2 separate regions of the Mus musculus genome follow, and region 2 is linked to region 1. Evidence: chromatin contacts called from public Hi-C data. All regions are on one chromosome and are shown on one strand. Each heading gives the region's core, a stretch centred on a gene start, on an enhancer-like site or on the middle of the called end of the contact. The rest is flanking DNA. Distances are from core to core; before and after follow the strand shown. Region 1 overlaps Traf3ip3 (TRAF3 interacting protein 3). Region 2 has its middle 11 kb from the start of Camk1g.

Region 1 (5,623 bases), core at 781-3,280:
GAGTGTCACAGCGGACATTTTGTTTTGGAACGGCCAAACCATGAAACTGCATACCTCACCCAGGTTGAGAAACCTGCCTGTTTGGAGCAGCTTGTTCACTAGAGAACCGAACAGAAAGGAATGATCTGATCTGTGTTCATAGCTTCTCTAATCAAAGGCCCAGCTGAGTGAGGGGTGGGGCCCTGGAGAAGTCTAGAAAGCCCAGGCCAACTGTGCTTAGTGGGAATGAGGCAGATACTGTAAGAGCTATTCATGTAGATATCAGGAATCTGAGACTGGAGGATTCCAAACTCCAGGCCAGCCTGGGCTATATGTTAAGCCCCTGCCTTCCTTTTTAAGCTATTTCTATCATAAAGTTGGAGGAGGGTGTTATTTTATCCCAGGCTCTTCCCCAGGCTCCAGCTTGGTTCCTCGCTCCCATCTTCCCACCTTTCCCAGGTCTCACACATCACACACACACACACACACACACACTTCTCTTGTTTCTCCCACCCCAAGCTTCTAGCTTCCTGTATTTAAGAAGTCATCCATAACTGTTCACTTGAGAACCCTTACTTCTCCCAAAACAAAACACTTCCAATTCCACCCCTCCTGAGACAACTGCAGTAAGCCATTGGACCGTGGCCTCATTTGATGGTGTTAGGAAAGTAGCTGAATGAATGAGGTCAGACCTGGGACTCAGGCTTAAGCCCAGTGTCTACTTTGTCCTTTCCATTCGGGTCCACATATGAATCTGCAGCTTCTCATGCAAGGATGTTCATGGTAAGATCTACAGGAGAACCCCAGGGTTGGTGCCCCTGAAGACATCCCTAGGAACTGCTGAGAACCCAGAGCTGGGGTCTGGCCACTGGAACAAAAGTAGCTCTGCCTGCAGAGGAAGCAGGAGTGGAGCACTGGGGCTTTAAGTTCTGCAAAGCATAACTGAGATCCTGAGATGACAACACAGAGGGAACAGGCTTCACCCAGTATGCAAGCTGTTAGGGGAGAGATGAGCAGCCATGGGAAGGGGCTTCTGTGGTGAAGGTGTGGCGTTTCTGGAAACAGAGCTGAGGCAGGAGGATCAAACAGTAGCAGGATCTAAAGCCTTGGATCAACACTCTGTGTGTGTGTGTGTGTGTGTGTGTGTGTGTGTGTGGCCTCCTCACTGCCTTCCTCTCCTTTCCAAGATGCTCCAGGCTCCTGGGGTAAGGTCTGTAGCCTTAGAGCTTCTCAGATACTCTAACACAGTCGTCAGCATGGGTAGAGTCAGGGTGCGGGGGCAGGAAATCCTGTGCTCCACTTGCAGCAACGTGAACATGGCTGGGACTTTCCTGCTTGCCTTATGGAGTCTGGGAAGCAGAGCTCTATGTACAAGAGATTTTGTTCATGCCCTAGACTTGGGTGGCAGCCCCTATTCCTACTTGAAAGGGGATACTGTAAATTGTCTTGCATTGCAACATAAATGGAAAAATAATCTGGGGGTTGGCTGAGATACATAAACCCTTGGGAGAGGAAAACACTGAATTGAGCATGATACTACAGAATAGGAAGGTGCCCAGAGGACATTCCAAGGACTCTGTCTGGGGCTTGTGTCCCTTCCACGCTATAAGGAGATGATCCTGGTCTTTAAACTTGGTGGGTTTGGCTGGCTTCTGCACTGTAGATTTTGGGCAAAGAAAAGTGCATGCAGTTAGTGGGAAGACCAACGCAGAGCAGGGCGGGGTGGGGCCAGCTTAGTGTGTTGCCGCCAGACTGACAGTGAACAGGCCCCTCTGGGGAATGCAGCTGTTCTACCTCTTACCCCTGCGCCCGAACAGTGGAAGCCTTTGTCCTTCTCTCTCATTGGTCCCAAGCCCTGTGGTTATTGTAAATGCCAAATCCCTTTCTCTCTGCTCTTTCCCACATGCGGCTGAGAAAAACATTAATAGTAGGAGGCACTTTAGAAAATTGTTTTTGGCAAAGATTTTTGCTTTTGCAAGGCCCAGCTGAATAACACAGGAAGCAGAAAGGGTGGGGGCTCCCCCTGGTCCCTACAGTTAGAAGAATTAAACAAATAAGATCAAACGGGAGCTGTGCGATGCCACTCCCTGTCTTCCCCAGGCACCCGACTCCCAGAAAGGGAGGCCCACCTCATCCCAGACACCCTCTTCCACCCTAGTCTTTTTAGCCATGAGGGCTGGAAGTCAGTTTGACACCAGGAGCCACAACATCCAGGCCTGGAGAAAGGACTCCAAGAGTCCCACAGAACTTGGGTAGACAAGTCAGAGAAGGAATATGAAAACCACTACAGACTAACTGCTCACAGCTCTATCTCTAAAAAACATACTCTCATTACTGACACCCCCACTACTCCAGACAGATGTCCCCTGGGTAAAATTCAAGGCTGGCAAGGGGGGTGTACACAGGTACAAAGATCAGCAAAGTAGGTGAAACGCTCCAATGTATGCAGGTACAAGGATCTTATAGCTGAAATGCTACAAGACTAGAAGCCAGAACTGCACCTCTGCTCATCTTTCTCTGCTTGGTCCTAGATCAAGGGATACCTACCTTAAAGTGCCACGAGGCACCTCAGGACCTGGGGCTCACGGGACGGGGCAGGGACAGACTATTAGGTTGACCCAGCTTCTGAATCGCTCTGTGACTTTCCAAGAGGCCCTCTTACCCCTCCCCGTGTCCACACCTACTCTGTTTCGTATCTGTAGGTCCATTTCTCACTTTTCAAGGAATTTCTCAGGAGTCCTGCCAGATAGGGAGGAACACACACACCAGTAGTCATTCCTCTACAGCCACAGGTTCCAAAGCCTCAGATTCAACCAACATTGGATCGAGTATAACTGAAAGGGGGTGGGGGGGGAAATCCTGTTTTTCTTGTCTTTCTTGTAATTAGTGCCAAGTCCATACGTTATAGCTGACATTTCCATGGTATTTCCAGTGTACTGTGTGTGAGAGTCAGGGACGACTTTAAGCATACAGGAAGATATACATACGCCTTAGATAAAAGTACACATTTACATACAAGAGAGTTGAACATTCTGAGGGGCTCTAGGAACTCTCAGTGGATATGAAGGGTGTGAAATGCAAGGACTGCCATGACAGAAACCTTTGCCCCACTGTCCTGGGCCCTGAAATCAAGGTATCACCAGTACCAGTCTCCCCTCCTGCTGAATGGGCTGCCAACACCCATCTTGTCTTCTGTGGTCTTCCCTCAGTTTAACCTTGTGTTCTGGTCTTGTTTTAGAAAAACACTACCAGACTAGACTAAATTCATTTGACTGCATTTAACTTCATTGAAGGTACAGCCTCTGTCTTAGGGTTTTACTGCTGTGAACAGTCACCATGACCAAGGAAACTCTTATAAGGACAATATTTAATTGGAGCTGGCTTACAGGTTCAGAGGTTCAGTCCATTATCATCAAGGTGGGAACATAGCAGCATGCAGGCAGACATGGTGCAGGAGGCTCTGAGAATTCTACATATTCAACTAAAGGCTTCTAGCAGAATACTGGCTTCGAGACAACTAGGATGAGGGTCTTAAGCCCATGACCACAGTGACAAACTTACTCCAACAAGTTCGCACTTCCTAATAGTGCCACTCCCTGGGCCAAGCATATTTAAACCATCACAACCTCCAAATATGCTCCCGTTCTACATAGAATACTGTAGCTCACTGCAGCATACAAACTGAAGGGTGAACAAACACACTTCAACCCCTAACAAGGAGCTGGAACAAATCAGATCCTCCCCAGGAGCAAAGACCTCATTTAGCTTCATACCTGTGCTCTACAGACAAAGGTCCAGGTCCAGGATGAGAGAAGGCAAGGAAAGCTGGGGGTAGGGGGCAGTTTAGAAACCTCCCTCTCTATGGCCTTCTTTGCTGTCTGGGCCATTTGTTAGAGAAATTCAAGATACAAAGAGAATTTGGGGCCAATCAGGATCACCCTAGGCCTACAGAGAGAAAACCAACTTCCCCTCAGAGTGCCTTAGCCATCTCTGCACCTAGAGGGGTTCAACCCACAGCACCAAGCTTTGGCTGTGGGACAGGGCTGGAGAGATGTAACAAGCCTCTTTGTGGTTGGTTGGTTGGTTGTTTTTTCCTTAGCTTACTAACTAATCCTGTTTATTTTAGGGACAGCTTAATGAAGACAAGCTGAAGGGCAAACTAAGATCCCTAGAAAACCAGCTCTACACCTGCCTGCAGGTAAGCATCCTGGAGAACACTAATTTCCAGCACATTAATGTCAATAAAGTTGAAATGTTTGGATCTTAGCTCTGCCTTCTAGAAATGCTACCAAATGGAGATTAGCACACTAACTCTTACCTCACTGTGCTTGTCTATGTCATGCTGTCCCTAATTGGCCGTGTAACCACCTCCAACTGCCCTTCTTTGTCCTACCATGCATGCTTTTGTACCCTGGGAAGGGATTCCAACACTAAACATGTTGCTGGCTCCTAAGGAAATATAGGGAGAAGCCGTTGGTAAAGGTTCACACCACACAGTCAGTCTCCACAGAACCCAATCTGAGGACAGGTGAAGAGGGTCTAACAGAAAATCACAAAAATAGTTTTCATCTCAGGAAGAAGGGGTTTTGTTTGTTTGTTTGTGTTTGTTTTCTTTAGCAGGAACCCTGAGAAAGCAAAAACTCAAGAGTCTAAAGAAAGTGATGTAAGTGTTCAACTCCAGTAATCTCTTGATTTGGCCTATCCCCATGTTACAATAAAAGAAAATCAGTCCCCCTGACAGGTGGAGAGATGGGAGAACAGGGGCCAGCAAGAAGGCTTAGTAGGTGCTTACCACCAAGCCTAAAGGCCTGAGTTCAGTCTCTGGGATCCATATAGTAGGAGGAAAGATCTGCATCTCCCTCACAAGTTGTCCTCTGACCTCTACACACACTCTGTGTATGTGGCAAGTACACACACACACACACACACACACACACACACACACACGTGCGTGTAAGAAATATTGAAGGAAACATAAGTAGGAAGGGAATGGTTGGGCTTCTCTCATGTGGCACCAGAGGGATCAGTAATTTCCTATGCAGCTGAGAATAGTTTATAGTGTCTATAGCAGCAGTTCTTAACCTGTGGGTCATGACCCCTCTGGCAAACTTCTATCTCCAAAACTATTTACATTACAATTATCATAGCTGTACCAAAATTACAGTTATGAAGTAACAGTGAAAGACATTTTATGGTTGGGCTCACCACAACATAAGGAGCTGTATTAAAGTGTTGCGGCATGAGGAAGCTGAAAACCACTCACTGGTCTATAGGTTTCCAGGTCTACATGTTTGCTTGTTTTCAATGTGAGCTGCTTTGTTAGGCTCTTAGTTAAAATATGCCCATCAGACTTTTAAGTGACAAGCATGTAAGCCAGAATGCAAATCTTTAATTTGTTTGTTGTTGAGAAAGGTGTAGTTATTAGGCTGACCTTGAACTTGTGACCCTCCCACCAGCTTCCTTAGTGCTAGAGTCACAGATAGAAGCAGCTATGCCAACGTAGTCTATTAATTTTTCTATTGGAAATGAAGCTAACCTGTGATTACTACAATTAAATCTAGTAACTAGGACATCACCATGTTTGGCTTCAACCAGTTTCTCTTGAGTTTGACTTTTAATGAAAATTCCAAAAAGCAGAGTACCC
Region 2 (6,189 bases), core at 425-2,924, 190 kb before region 1:
AGAAGTCACACCAAACCGCAATCCCCTGCCCACAGTGATGAGCACAATACTGTCCACCCTCCAGGTGGGAGCCCTCAGTGCTGATGGGAGGGATGAAGTGGACAGTGGTGGACACAGGCTGTTCACCACACTTCTTCATATCTGTTTTCTCACAAAGATTCATAGCCTCATGTCGATGATAATGGTAGTGATGGTGGTCGTGATGGTGATCATGGTGAGAGTCATGGTAGTGATGATGATGGTTAAGATGATGAGGGCGATGATTAAGGTGATGATGATGATTTTCTGATGGTGATGATGGTGGTGGTGGTGATGATGATGATGGTGATGTTTACAGGTGACAGCTATTGCTTATTCTTTTCTAATAATAGTGCTCAGTATTGTTTTAACTTTCAAAACAACCTTGTATGGTAAGTGCCATTTACAGCTCCATTTTAATTTCATGATCGCTATTGAGTATATGGTAGGAAAGGTCACGTGTGGCAGTCAGAGGACTTTAGGGGATCAGTCCTCTCCTTCTACCTCTACACGGGTCTCAGGGATTGCCAAGTTTGCACTGCAAGCACCTTTCTCTGCTGAGCCGTCTTGGTGACCCTTTTATAAGTGAGGAAACCAAGGCACAGCACAGATGTCGCTTGCTTGGATCACAGAGTCAGTGAGTGAGAGAGACAGGGTTGTAACCCAGCCTCTGGCACTAGAGAGCACCATGATTTTGGCCACTGCCCAGTTCCATTCCTGTGAAATTACTTCTAATTTTTCAAAGGAGGCAGGTCTACCTTCTAGATAAACCCAAATATTGCAATTATGAACAGTTCCACAGAGAAGGTGTCTGCACTCAGGTCATTGTTTAAAGGGAGATCCAGTTCATATGAGACAGTCTTGCTGACGCCCTAACAATGGCTGAAGACCCCTCCAGGTATTGTCTGGTCACCTTCTCCACAAAAGTATAATATTCCTAGCAATTTACCAGACAATAAGTAGAGAGCACAAAACATTTCTTGAATTTTCCCAAGGAGTTGCCTCCCTGGTCACACAGGTCACCTGTAAATGATGGCCCTGGAGCCTTCTCATTCTCCCTTTCCTCCCCCCTTTTCTCTTTCCCTTCCCTGGGGATTCTACCTGGGGATACGCTGCAAACTGGGCATCCTCCCCCAAATCTAACCTCTCTTTCACTCTGCCTGGAGAGGAGACATAAGGGTGAACCCCTCCTCTCTTTCTCTCTCTCTCTCTCTCTCTCTCTCTCTCTCTCTGTCTCTGTCTCCCACCCCGTCTCTCTCACATGTTCCCATACACTCTCTCACACACGTGCACACACACTTTCTCATGTTCACACTCACAGACGGGTGGGGGGAGAGAAAGAATATACAGACACAGAGAAAGACAAAGACACAAGCGGGGAGTACCCTGCCCCACAGTGGCAGCCTTCTGTAACTGCAAAGAAAATGCAAGTAAAAACTATCTCATCAGTGGCTCAAGCCCACCCAACAATAATATATTTTTTTAAACTGAAAAGTGGAATTGGGAAACATAAATGTGGGGAGAGGACCTGTTCCTGGGCCTTGGGCTTGTATTTTGCCCTTGTTGCTGGAATGAGTGGAAGTCCAAAAACAGGTCACTGGCTGAGCTCTAGATGGCCAGCAGAGGGCTCTGGTCCTGCACTCGGAACCTGAACTGCCATCCAGGCTAGCCATCCCTTCCTTGAGACCTCTGAGAGCTTCTCATCTCATCAGGAGGGGTCTGCTAATCCAAACACAGAATAACTCATGGTCCTTGTTAGCGCACCTCAGGGAGTCAACCATTGGCTTCCGGTGTCGCTTTTTCCTTGGTACTCAGCCTCCCCATTTCCAGGTTTTCTTGTGAAAGTCCAATCTCCTCGAAATCTAGTTTTCATTTGTGCCAGCTGTTTGTTTGTTTGTGTTTTTGTCAACCGGACACAAGCTAGGACCACCTAAACAGAGGGAACCTCAGTTGAGAAAATGCCTCCATAAAAGCGGCCTGTGGGCAAGCTTGTGACGCGCTGTCTTAGCTAATGATTGACGTGGGAAAGTCCAGCCCATTGTGGGTGGGGCCACCCCTGGGCTGGTGGTCCTGGCTGAAAGAAAGCAGACAGCCTCCGTCTGAGATCCTGCCTCCGGTATTCCTGCCCTGGCTTCCTCAGGGATGAACTGTGATGTGAAACAATAAGCTGACATAAACACTTTCCTCCCAAGTAATAGAAACCCTAAAGCAGGTGGAGCTTAGTGCTGGCTATTGTGTTTAAAAACGCTATCAAAGATACACAGTCAGCCCGTACTCCACCCCATCCCCACATTCCACTCAGCTCTTCTGTTGCTATCTCAAAGGCACCTCTACCACTGGGATTCTGCTGAGAGAAATGTCTGGGAATTATTGCCGGCTCCAGGCAGTCACTCTAGACTGTGAAGGGTCTCCAGCCAGCTTAGGAGTGGGCTTGGCATTCCTAAAGGCATAGTCCCACGGAACTGTGGCCAAATCAGCTCTTATGAACATGTCTCTAGGTAGTTAAAAGCACAAAACCACAAAACGGAGCTTTGCTTTCTTACAAGTGTGCTGTCAGGCAGACCCAAAGTGGGAATTGTGCTTCGCAAAACATACAGCAACAGCTGGCCCCGTGATGAATTCTGACACACTGCATTCTGCACACAGCTCATGGGGGAGGGGGTTTCCAGATGGAGAACAAAAAAACAGGAGGAGTGAAGACGATTCCACACCACCAGCAATAGCCCTGGCTGGAGAGGGCAGGAGCGAGTCTCCATGCTTTCCTTCCAGGGTGTAACAGACCTGCCAGCTGACTCTGTTTCCTTGCTACACCCACCCAAGTTGAGTTTTCACACCCTACAGGGTGGAGGGAAGTTAGAGCTGCCGTGGGATCTAGGAGCTCACAGAGCTGCAGCCTTCAGGAAATCTAGAGAGAGCGTGTTCTCTGTTTTCTCTCCTAGTTTTGGATGGGTTTGCTTGCAGTCTTAGGTGTCTTTGGCTTCCAGAAGAAACACCAGTGTCTCTGTCATCTGCATATGGAACCCCCTCCTGTGTGTATGTCTGTGTCCAAACATCAACCTTTCTGCAGTATGATGTCATCTGAATTCAACTCATTGCTTGTCCCATGGCCCTGCTTCTACACAAGGTCCCCTCTTACCAGCAATGTCTTCTCCAGGGTTAAGAAGACTATACCTCAGAGGACTTCACCAAGAAAGCTGGCTGGCCTGCATGTTGTTGGGATTTCTCCATAGGAAACTGATGGTTTTATCTGAGTCTAACAGTGGACACACATAGAGGTTCTTTCCCAGGCTCTGCTCAGAGCTTCCTGCAGGCCCTCCTCACCAGCCTCCTAGGAGACCTGGCATATTGGGTTCTTTGTAATATTTACCATGTGCTAGGCATCTCCTGAGAACTAAGGCAACAAGGATGAGTATGGTGCAGTCCCTGTTGTTAAGAGAATTTGACATTTAAAGCTGGAGATGGCGGCTTAGTTGGCAGAGTGATAGTTCAGAATGAACAGCATGGTGCTGTGGAGAGCTAGGTGTGGTGATACATGCTTGTAATCCCAGCACACAGGAGGTGGGGGCATGTGCCTCTTCTCGTTACTGTGATAAAACACTTTGACAAAAACAGCTTGCGATAGAAAAGCTCTATTCCAGCTCACAGTTTAAGAGTGCAATCTGCAATGGCAAGGAAGTCAAGACAGCAGGCGCCTGAAGTAGCTGGTCACGTCTCATCCACAGTCAGAAAGCACATATGCATTTCTCAGTCTGCCAGCTGCAGTGAGGTCTACAGCTTCAGCAGCAGGTACAGGTGGTCCCCTGTCTGGCCATGTGACAATTCTCCATCAAGGAGCCTAGAAGCCCCTTTAGTAGGATACCCATGACTAAACATCAGCTCATGTCCTCTTTCTTATACAGTGCAGGGAATGGTACCACTGTCTTCATCCTACATCACCCTAAGCAAGATAACTCCCCACAGGTGTGCACAGACTGTTCTCATAGATGATCCTAGATATCATCAGGTTAATAATCCAGAACTATCAAAAGGCAGAAGGATCAGAAGTTCAGGGTTATCCTCAGATACTTGGAGTGCAGCTCTGCGTTCACTCAGAAGAGATAATGATAAAGTAGTGGTCAGGGGTCTGGCTGACTGACAGGTGGGCTCGTGAACCCTCACAGCTTCAGCAGCAGGTGCAGATGGTCTCTAGCCTGGTCACATGACAATTCTCCTTCAAGGAGCCCAGAAGCCTCTTTAGTTAGGTACCTAGGTACCTAGCACTAGAGCAGATCAAGCTTCATTCTTCATGCAGGCCCTGGGTCACAGCCCCTGTGTTAGAACTCTGTCTGTACTCAGCACTGCAGGGACAATATCCCTTCCTCACCTCTGGCATATGTAGGATGATTCCTTGACAGCCCTCAGCCTGAATTCTCCAGCCAAACCACACCCCCAAGCTACAGTTCTGGCACTTGCCTGTCTCTTATTCTTTTGTTCTGTGAGATAATAAAGAATCAATTTTTATATGCTAGGCATTTAAAGACAACTAAGGTATGTACTCTGGGGGTTCACATTTTTATAAAAACAAACTTTAAAGTTTCGAGTGTGAAGAAAGTACAAAACATTTCCCAGTGCTGCAGAGAAAGATTAGCTTGTTATGGAGATGTCCAGAGTAAGGCCCGAGCCATCCTTGAAGCAGAACCAGGAGTCCTCTGGGCAGAGCCATGGCACACGTTTGCCACATTCTTGTGCCTTAGGCCAAAACAAAGCAGAAGTGTTATGCCCACTTCTCTCTATCAATCTCTCTTGAAGGCCCGCTGCCCAAACACAGGGCTGGTGCAACAGCTTGGCCGGGAGTGATTTAGGCCCTGCCATCAATGGATAATTTTCTGGTGCTGCTTACCACCGGCCTTGGCACTCCTGAGAGGCTGTAACCCGCCTCCTTTGCAAGGCTTTCCCTGCTGCCTTTCTTCTCCCAAGGTTTTACAGAGCTGTACAGAACATTCTTTGTTTCCTCCTACCTGTTGGGGGTGGGAGATGATGCTGAGAGCTGAGATCAGAACAATCTGCAAAAAGGGGTGCTGCTGCCTGTCCCCACGACGCTGCTGCAGGCCAGCCTTGGGTGTAGACTGGAGGTGTAAGAACTTCTCAGTTCTTAGAGCACCCATGGTGCTGTTTTCCATGTACCAAGGGAAACAGCCATTGTTCTCTATCTGTAGACTTGACACACCATGTCCCAGTCCCTCCCTCCCTCCCTCCCTCCCTTCGTTCACTGGGCTCTTTCAATCCATCTCTGAAGGTCACATTTGGACCAAAGCACTGAGAACACTGAGTCCAGGGGTCTGATGACTAAATCAAGTAATTGTTTCTTCCTGAAAAGTCGATTATTTCTTTTGCTTTTCCATTTACCCTCAGTTCTGTTATGTAATGTCCTATATCTCAGGAGCATTGGACAGCAGACACTTTGCTAGGAAGTCTCTGGTGGCCTCAGCACATGGGACCTCCTGAGAGCCATAAGTGAGGAAGGGAAGGAGGGCTGGAGCAGAGCAAATTAGGCTAACCTCTCTCTGTGGGGAGGAGTCTAGACTGTAGACAACTAGAGAGAGGGTTTTATAGCTGTGGGTCTTCCCCCACAGCCACCTGGCAGAGCTAATGTCCCTAGAAGTCTGTCTGGATCCCAGTTACTAGGAATCAGAACTGAATCAAGAGTCCTGTCACCTTCTCAAGCCACTACCAAGGAGATACATGTAATTCTCCAGCCTGTTGCTCTGCCTCTGAACTGAACAGGGCATGACCTAGACTTCCTGGAGCATTAAAGGGCTCAGAACTCAGGATGTCTCTATCTTGAAAAAGATAGTCACCTTAGCCACTGTTCTATTGCTGTTAAGAAACACCATAACCAAGGCAACTATTATAAGGAAAAGCATTTAATCAGGGCTGGCTTACAGTTTCAGAGGTCTGGTCCATTATTATCACAGCAGAAACCATGGTGGCATTTAGGCAGGCACTGGAGCAGTAGATGAGAGCTATATTCCTGATCCATAGGCAGAGAGAAGAGTCTATAGGTCTGGCATGGACTTTTGAAACCTCAGAGTCCATCGACGGTGACACAGTTCCTCCAACAAGGCCATACCTTCTAATCCTTCTCAAGTAGTTTCACTCCCTGATGGCGAAGCATTCAAATATATGGGCCTA

What was found. A called contact is a pair of places that touch in the nucleus more often than the background predicts.
Region 2: a contact with region 1 is called in a Hi-C map of pro-B cells, with 5 times the contacts expected there. The contact joins two enhancer-like sites. A contact is called at or near these places in 7 of 39 promoter capture datasets (the C10 cell line, the HPC-7 cell line, cranial neural crest and 4 more), 1 of 15 datasets of contacts at CTCF or cohesin (large pre-B cells), 2 of 484 Hi-C or Micro-C datasets (muscle stem cells and pro-B cells), 2 of 115 datasets of contacts at active chromatin or transcription factors (effector CD8 T cells and neural tube) and 2 of 9 other capture datasets (adipose tissue and liver).

What each region holds. Positions count from the first base shown.
Region 1 is chr1:193,185,653-193,191,275 of GRCm38.p6, reverse strand. Traf3ip3 (TRAF3 interacting protein 3) reads left to right here. Exons shown (of 16, transcript NM_153137.4): 9 at 4,106-4,177. Among named protein-coding and RNA genes, the nearest start is that of Traf3ip3, 13 kb to the left of the region's middle. Within about 2 kb of position 2,030, at least 190 of the 459 cell types and tissues checked have an H3K27ac peak or open chromatin away from gene starts, as enhancers often do. A contact at or near this core is called in muscle stem cells and pro-B cells, where this site is marked.
Region 2 is chr1:193,378,471-193,384,659 of GRCm38.p6, reverse strand. No RefSeq gene overlaps it. Among named protein-coding and RNA genes, the nearest start is that of Camk1g, 11 kb to the right of the region's middle. Within about 2 kb of position 1,674, at least 107 of the 459 cell types and tissues checked have an H3K27ac peak or open chromatin away from gene starts, as enhancers often do. A contact at or near this core is called in muscle stem cells and pro-B cells, where this site is marked.